2 separate regions of the Capsicum annuum genome follow, and region 1 is linked to region 2. The links are chromatin contacts, called in public Hi-C maps. All regions are on one chromosome and are shown on one strand. The core of a region is the stretch at or near the end of the contact, and the rest is flanking DNA. Distances in the headings are between cores, read along the strand shown. Region 1 has its middle 20 kb from the start of LOC107871249. Region 2 holds the start of LOC107871248 (hydroxyethylthiazole kinase).

The links. A called contact is a pair of places that touch in the nucleus more often than the background predicts.
Region 1: a contact with region 2 is called in a Hi-C map of bud, with 2.7 times the contacts expected there. The contact joins the enhancer-like site here to the promoter of LOC107871248 in region 2. A contact is called at or near these places in 3 of 5 Hi-C or Micro-C datasets (bud and leaf).

What each region holds. Positions count from the first base shown.
Region 1 is chr5:213,281,431-213,285,691 of UCD10Xv1.1, reverse strand. No RefSeq gene overlaps it. Among protein-coding and RNA genes, the nearest start is that of LOC107871249, 20 kb to the left of the region's middle. Within about 2 kb of position 1,736, at least 5 of the 5 cell types and tissues checked have an H3K27ac peak or open chromatin away from gene starts, as enhancers often do. A contact at or near this core is called in bud and leaf, where this site is marked.
Region 2 is chr5:213,042,721-213,047,333 of UCD10Xv1.1, reverse strand. LOC107871248 (hydroxyethylthiazole kinase) reads right to left here and starts at 1,286. Exons shown (of 2, transcript XM_016718130.2): 1 at 679-1,286. The coding sequence starts at 1,143.

The sequences.
Region 1 (4,261 bases), core at 487-2,986, 240 kb before region 2:
TTATTGATGAGTATAGTTTTGAACTATGACTTGAGATTACTTTTAATTAATATATTTCAATGAAATAATAAATTACAATGGGATTTAACTGATATAAAAATAATTGACACGTTTAGTTCATACTTGGAGAAAAGAATTTAATTAGTCAGTGTTATTTATTTGTCTGATTTTGATTTGATATTGAACTGTAACAATTTAAAAAAAAATAAAAATTAAATCTTATATTAATAGGCTAAAAATATGTATAATGTATCAAAATACTCTTTAAATTTACAGAATCAATTAAAAGAATATCAAAAATAAAGAGGTGTTCTCCTTTTCAATAAATCAAAACGGATAGAGTCCTTTTCAATAGATTAAAACGGATAGAGTGTTATATTAATAATAAAATAATAAAAAAAAAGATACTGATAAATGATGAAAAAGTCTCCATTTAATTTTAACACTATACATACTACATATAATTCTAAAACTATAATTTATTTAATTTAATTGATACATTTATTCATATTATATCTGTTGACACCTAATTTTTGTCCTCCAAGACTAAGTTTAATCTTGAATTTCTTCGATTTTAAATAAATTGTAACATTTATTTTTATCCGAATTAAAAATGCTTTTCAAAGTGTTTATCTGGGCATTTTTTGTCATTTTTAGCAAAGATTATGTATTATATAATTTTGTTACTTAAATAATTATTTTACAAAATATCATATTTTAATCAAAGCTTGTTTCAAAATAATAATAATAATAATAATAAATAATAAATTTAAATTATTAAAATATTGATTTTAATATAATTTATTATCAAATGTATTTATTTGGACAAATTTATCATTTTAAGTAGCGATTATATATTATCGTATCCAATTATACGAAATTTTATAATTTTGTGACTTAAATATTTATTTTTATAAAAAAAAAATATGAAATTGAATTTTAATCAAGGCTTATCCTTAAGTAACTTTAAATGATTAAAATGTTGATTTACATATAATTTATTTTTGAAATAATCTATTTGGAAAAATAAGTGTTTGATTTTATTAAATCAAGAAACTCGGGATTGAACTAATTGTTAATTTATTTTTGAATTTTGATTCAGTTTAGTCAATTAATTAAATTTGGCCATAATTGAATTTCATTAAATTGTGATATAATTGATAATTTTTGTTTTGGCTAGATTTTAAATTAAATTGGCTAAATTAAAAATATCCCAAAACAACCTAATCCTAATTAATTTTGGACTGCTCCAGCAGCCCAATAACAACAGCCCACTACCCCTTTTTCCCCTTTCATACAAAAATAACAACAAGCCCAAAACCATTTTCCAGTTTCTTTTTCTATTTACTACCAGCCCAAGGCAACAACCCAACACCACCGCTGACCCGGCCCATACCATTTTCCTTTACCCCTAGACAGCGTACAACAATCATTATCAGCAGCAATATCACGACAACAAAAAAAATAAAAAATATATAATATCATCAACGATCCATAGTAATGGCGTTCAACAATTCCAACAACAGATCCAAAAAAAAAAAATCACGAAAATCTCTCTTTTTATCTTTTATCTCTGAATTTTGTTGGCCTAGAGCCATCATTGTTGATTTTGGCTCAAAATTGTGTGTCCTGTAACTTCAAAATTTAATCCGAATCCAAATTTACGGGATATGTTTGATCCCTTTTCAATTATTTTTCAAATTCCCCAAAAAAAATTTCAACTATAAAGAGGAGCTCGGGCTTCCATGAAAAAAAGGAAGGACAGGACAGTAGAACAGATTTAGTAAAAAAAAAATAGGTAATTTTCTTTTTGGCTGTGTACTTGAAGTTTCCGAGTTCACGTGGGGATTGCTACGGTAGGCTTGTGGTTTGTTTCGCTGCTCCAAAACAGGTAATAATCTATTTCATTTAGTGTTGATTATTTGGCTTCGTTTTTATATTTTGTGGGAGAAAATGGTCAAATATCTTCCAATCTTTACCCAAATTCGAACTACATACTTATATTTTGCGAGTCCTATTATCCTATTATCCCTGAACTATTTTATGCACACGCCTATCAACTAATTCCACGTAATATTGTTATTTTTTTGATATAAAAAAATTATTTTTATCTTACTTTTTTCTTATTTTTCAAGGCCCATTTAAACATCTTCTCAAATGAAAACACTTTATCCATGGAATCCAGAACTTCAATTAACCCTCAATAAAATCCCACCCAAACAACTCAATATCCCTCACAAAATCACTCTCCCATCCCCTTCAATACTTCTCCGACATTTGTCTCATCATCGTTGACAAACCCAAAAAACAACACAACTTAAAATCCATTCTTGATGCTTAAACAGACAATTTCAACTAACCCCACAACTCAAAATCCAATCTTGATGCTAAAACAGACAAAATCAAGAAACCGCACAACTCAAAAATCAATCTTAATGCTGAAATAGTGCAAAAAAAAAAAAAGTTTAAATATGAATATTGATTTTGAGAGATAATATTAATTTCATGGCTTGAAATCGTTTCACTCGATCCGAAATCCTCATGAGACATAATTTTTTGAACTAATTCCCACTTTTCATTTGAACTTACACCAAGCATCGCTTTGATTTTTTCTAATTTCTGAGAATTGTGAGATGAATATGCGTGTAATTGTTTATGGAGTTGGTGTGTATCACTGGTATGTTTATTTTGAAACTGATCTGATGGCCGGACAAGCTCCATCGATTGTGAAGCCGTTCCGGCGAAAACACTTGGAATTATTTATCCTTCTTCACAAAAAAGAGAAATCAGTGGATCCAAAAATGATAATTAAAAATTAATGGTGAGAAAAATGTGGGGTTTGCAGTATAAATGAAAATAAAGATAAAAAAATAAAGATGAAAATGAGAAAGATGAAGAGGGTGAAGGAAAAGAAAATGGAGAGAAAAAGAGGAATAAAGGAATGCATATATATATAAAAGAAATGCAAAAATAAAATTTTTATTTTTATTTTCGGTGCTCAATCTCTCAAGGAGAGTGAGATTCACTTTCTTTGCCACGTAAGCATTTATGGAGGTAATAATATCATTTTTAAATAGTTCAGGAGTGATAGGACTCCCGTGAATTATAGGTGTGTATTTGGAATTTGAGGTAAAGATTGGAGGACTTTTAGCCATTTTCTTTATTCTGTAGTTATTTTTTTTTTTTGCTTTTTTTTTGCTGGGAGTAGCTGTAGACGGCTTTGAAGGCCTTAGGTTCAGTTGTCAAAAGTGACTGTTTTCATAGGATTGACGGATCTGACGTATTAGTTATTGCATTTTCTTTTACTATTTTGGTACTCGTTATTGATTTAGCTCGCTATGTTTAACATTTAAATGTTATTCCAGGTAGTTAAAATTCTTTCTAAAATGTCATTTTACATTATGTTTTTATGATTAATAGGGTCAAGAAAAATTAAGATATAATCTTTCTTATGGTATTTTGGCTATTTTGTTTTCATTTATTTTGATTATAGTACATATTCATGATACGTTGAAAAGTGTGATTTCCTCTTTTTGCCTACTTATCAGGAATATTTTATTCAAATCTCCAAAACAGGTAATAATTCATTCCATTTAGTGTTGATTATTTGGCTTCGTTAGTTATTTTTTGTTTTGGCTGAGAATAGCTGTAGACGGCCTTGAAGGGCTTAGGTACAGTTGTTAAAAGTGACTGTTTTCAAAGGATTTGACGGATTGTTAGTTATTGCATTTTCTTTTACTATTTTGGTACTCGTCATTGATTTAGCTCGCTACATTTAACATTTAAATGTTATTCAAGTAGTTAAAATTCTTTTCTAAAATGTCATTTTAGATTATGTTTTTATGGTTAATAGAGCCAAGAAAAATCATATAATCTTTCTTATGGTATTTTGGCTATTTTGTTTTCTTTTATTTTGATTATCGTACATATATTCATGATATGTCGAAAAGTGTGATTTCCTCTTTTAGCCTACTTATCAGGGATATTTTATTCAAATTAGTGGCCTAAAACCTACATATATAAACATACACATAGAAATACTGCTCTTATAATTTAGGTCTGTCTTGTTTGTTTCGGCTTAATAGCTATTTTTAATGTGGTATGTTTGAATTAACTTAACCTTTTATCTTTATATACTTATTATTAATAAAAAGTAAGGATTAATTTTAGCTAATAATATAGTAGTCACTTGTTAGCAATGGATTAACTTGGATGTATTGTTAAAATTTTATTTATTAATATAAAATTTTGTGTTGTTTGT
Region 2 (4,613 bases), core at 37-2,536:
ACCTGATCCACCAGCAGCAACAGGGTCAAGAACCCAAGGTTTCTTGAACTGATTGGCCACTTGTGCAGCCAACTTCATAACGGCTAACCAGTCAGGTGTAAGTGTTCCAACATTTATACAAAGTCCAAGGACTTTACGAGTAAATTCAGGCATTTCATCAACTGAATGAATCATCATAACTCACACGCACATAACTAAAACCTGGATAACTAAAACGTGCTTAACTTATACACGCATAACTAATAACCGTATTACTAATACCTGCATAATTCTAACAAGCTACCACACGACCTTATATTGTCTTACCTTAGAATTTGAATCAACACAACCATTAAAAAGAGCAAGAATCTCAGACCCATTGCCTCTAACAACACTAGGCTTCAAACCAAGCAACTTCAAACACGCCTTCAACCTAAAACTTGATCCACCAGCAGCAACAGGATCAAGAACCCAAGGTTTCTTCAACTGATTTGCAACTTGTGCAGCCAACTTCATACCAGGTAACCAGTCAGGTGCAAGTGTTCCAGCATTTATGCAAACTCCAAGGGCTTTTGGAGTAAATTCAGGCATTTCATCAACTAACTGAATCATCATAACTAATACATGCATAACTAATATGCGCATAACTAGTACCTGCAAAATTCTAACAAGCTACCATACGACCTCACATTGTCTTACCTTGGAAGTAGAGTCTACACAACCTTTAAAAAGAGCAAGTATCTCAGAAGCATTGCCTCTAACAACACTAGGCTTCAAACCAAGCAACTCCAAACACGCCTTCAACCTAAAACTTGATCCACCAGCAGCAACAGGATCAAGAACCCAAGGTTTCTTGAACTGATTTGCCACTTGTGCAGCCAGCTTTATACCAGGTAACCAGTCAGGTGTAAGTGTTCCAACATTTATGCAAACTCCAAGTGCCTTAGGAGTAAATTCAGGGATTTCATCAACTGAATGAATCATTGCAGGTGATGCACCAGCAGATAATAAAGTGTTGGCCATGAAATCCATTGAAACAAAGTTTGTTATACATTGGATTAATGGTGATTTTTGATGGACTAATTGGAAATGTGTCCATGCTTGTTTTGGGTAATCTAAAGGGTCTTGGAGTTCAATGGTGTTGGTGATTTTGTCTTCTTCCATTGATGTTTTTGCTCTATTTTTTTAATGTATGAGTGTACAGGAGAACTGATAACTATTGTTAGGATGAATATACAAACCTTTTTTTTTTTTTTTTTTTGGATAGATTGTACTTTTTCCAGTCTGACATAATACTCGTGATGGCTTTTCCTTTTTAGTCAAAGCTAAATTGTGCTTAACTTTCCGTATTCGATGCCCCACTCATATTAAATTCTCCAAAAATACATTAATTTTGACAAACTCAGTATGCGTCTATTGACATTATTAAAGAATTCAATCAACATATAGATTAGAAAGTGTTATCAAATGTAACTAAGAGAGTAGGTGTTTGACCATGTTAGTGTTAAAATAAGAAAGAGTACAAACATAAATTCCGACACTTTGGACCTTAATCTTGTTATTTTGTAAAGTTATTAAAAGTCTCAATTTTGAATTTATCGAGATACATAGTTAACTTTCAATACATTGAACGAAGAAATATTTTTTTTTTTGTAAAGATATAAATAGCTTTCGATATTTTTTATTTTTTTTAGATCTTTCGAGATACATAATATATCCAACGAAGATATGTTTTTTCTTTGTAAAGATATATCATAAGTTTTCGATATATTTTATTAGTTTTTAATCTATCGAGATACATAATTAGCTTCTAATAAATCCAACAAAATACATAATTAATTGATATTCTTGTAATTATTTTGTAAGGATGACGATTTGAATAAATATGATAAGTTAAGGCGTGTTTATGTTATTTTTCTCATTTTTTGTTTAAGAAAAAGATCATTTTTAAAAAATTAGAGCTGTATATGATGTTTGCCCAAGCTTATTTTTCCTCAAAATTGCTTCTTTTTTTTTTTTTCTAAAATGTGAGATATTTGACTAAACCTTTGAAAGAAAATAAGTACCAAAAACATTTTTCATAAACTAAAAAAATAGCTTATCTGAAAAACACTTTTGAGAATATATACTTAGAAACACTTTTAAAAACTTGACCAAATACTAATTATTGTTCAAAAATATTTTTTAAAATTTATTGATCAGATATAAATTATTTCTCACTAAAAGTAATTTTTTTTTAAAATACTTCTTAGAATAAATGAATTTTAGAAATTGGACTGAGCAGGCTATTATTTTGGATGAATTGAACTTTTTTCAGTTTTATATAGTAGGTGTTTGGCAATGTTTCGATGTGAAAGTAATTTTTTTATTTTTTATTTTCAAAGTGAAAAATAATATTACAAATTGGAGTAGTATCTTTCTTGAAATAAATTAAAGTTATTATCCAAATTTTCTGAATAATTTAAGTGATAATAATTTTTTGTTGTTTTTAAACTTTTGAAGTGCTTTTGAACAGTACTAGAGATCAACCATTATAATTACTGACACAAACAAACCATTAATCCAAAGTACATACAAATACTTCGTAGATTTAGTGTCCGTTTGGATAAACTGAAAAAAATGGCTTTTAGTATTCGTTTGGATAAATTGAAAAAAGTGGCTTTTAAAAAATTCTTTAAAAGTGCTTTTGAAAGTGGTGAACTTATTTTAAAAATAAGTAGTTACGTGTTTGGATAAAAGTGCTGAAACTGAAAAAAAATTATTGATGTGTTTAGTAAACAAGTGCTTTTAAACACTTTTTTTTGGTCAAAATACTTGAAATACCCTTAAAGTTGTTAATAATATATAGAGTTGATTATTATTAATTTTTATTTCTAAAATGATTCAAATTAAAATTAATATATATTTTAATATATATATATATATAATATTTTTTTGAACGAATATTAATTTGTGCGCTAAAAAACTTCTTTTTGGTTAAAAAAGTTTAAATCATTAAATATATATGTTACTAATCATTATAATTACATTAATGGATAAATAGTTGATCACAAATGATACTATTTGTTTGATAAAAAGACTTTTAATTAGAAAATATATTACTCGTCGATTGAGTAATGACTATCACTATTAAAACATTGGCGAATATGAATGTCGCATCGTGAAGTATAGATAGATCATTCACTAAGCGTTTATGAAGTTATATATCTTCAATGAATATTCTCAATATATTTTGGTCGATGAATTATTTTTTTTATTAGAGAAATTCATATTTGTGCAATAATAATTGTTCAAATTTAAAAGGATTTATTAAAGAAGGAAAATAATATATAAAAATTCATAATTCATAAATTAGAAGTTTCATACAAAAGAAGTACTAATATAGTTAAAGTTAAATTCGTCATATAAACAAAAAAAAAAAATATTCAATTAATACAAGCATTAAAACCTATTTTGGAGCTACACAAGGGTAATTTTGGCATAAGGAATATTTTTTAGGGACAAAAATGTCTTTTAATTGATCAAATTAAAATGACTTAAAACCAAAAAAAATAAGTTAGGAATTTGACCTTTTAGTTTTTAACTTTTTTAAGTCGAAACTATGGCTGTCAAGTGGGCCGGGCCAATCCGGAACCGGTCCGTGTTATTTAACCGGGTTGAGGGCCGGTCCGGGTCTGGGTTGGGGTCTAAGTGGGCCGGGCCGGGCCGGGCCCAACAGTAAAAAAATAAAAAATCACCCTAACCCGACCCACTTAACCCAACCCGGTCAAATCCACCTAAATCCGATCAAATCCGATTAAAAAACCGGTCAAAAATATTAAAAAAAAAAAAACTTTTTTTCAATATACATTATATATACCCAGCTATATACATTATAAATACGTTAAACAATATATATACACTATATATATAGTATATACTACATTAGAATTTAAAAAATATATACACATATACACAATTACACATATATACGCACCATCCAAATATATATATACTACTTTAAACTTTAAAGTTTAAATAAAATATACTACAATATATATATATATACACATGTATACGTTACATATACACGTCTATAGAAGATCTATTCACATATATACACTCTAATCTATATATATGTAATACTTTAAATGAAATATACTATAATATATATACATTACAATATATATTTGTATAGTTATATACTAATTTATAAAACATATACACATGTATACGTTAAATATACACGTCTATAGAAGATCTATTCACATATTACACTCTATTCTATGTATATGTAATACTTTAAATCAAATATGCTACAATATATATACATTACAATATATATTTGTATAGTTATATACTAATTTACAAAACAGATACACATGTATACGTTAAACATACACGTCTATAGAAGATCTATTCACATATATACACTCTATTCTATGTATATGTAATACTTTAAATGAGATATACTACAATATATATACATTACAATATATATTTGTATAGTTCTTTACTAATTTATAAAATATATACACACATATACATTAAATATACACGTCTATAGAAGATCTATTCACATATATACACTCTATTTTATGTATATGTAATACTTGAAATGAGATATACTACAATATATATACATTGCAATATAT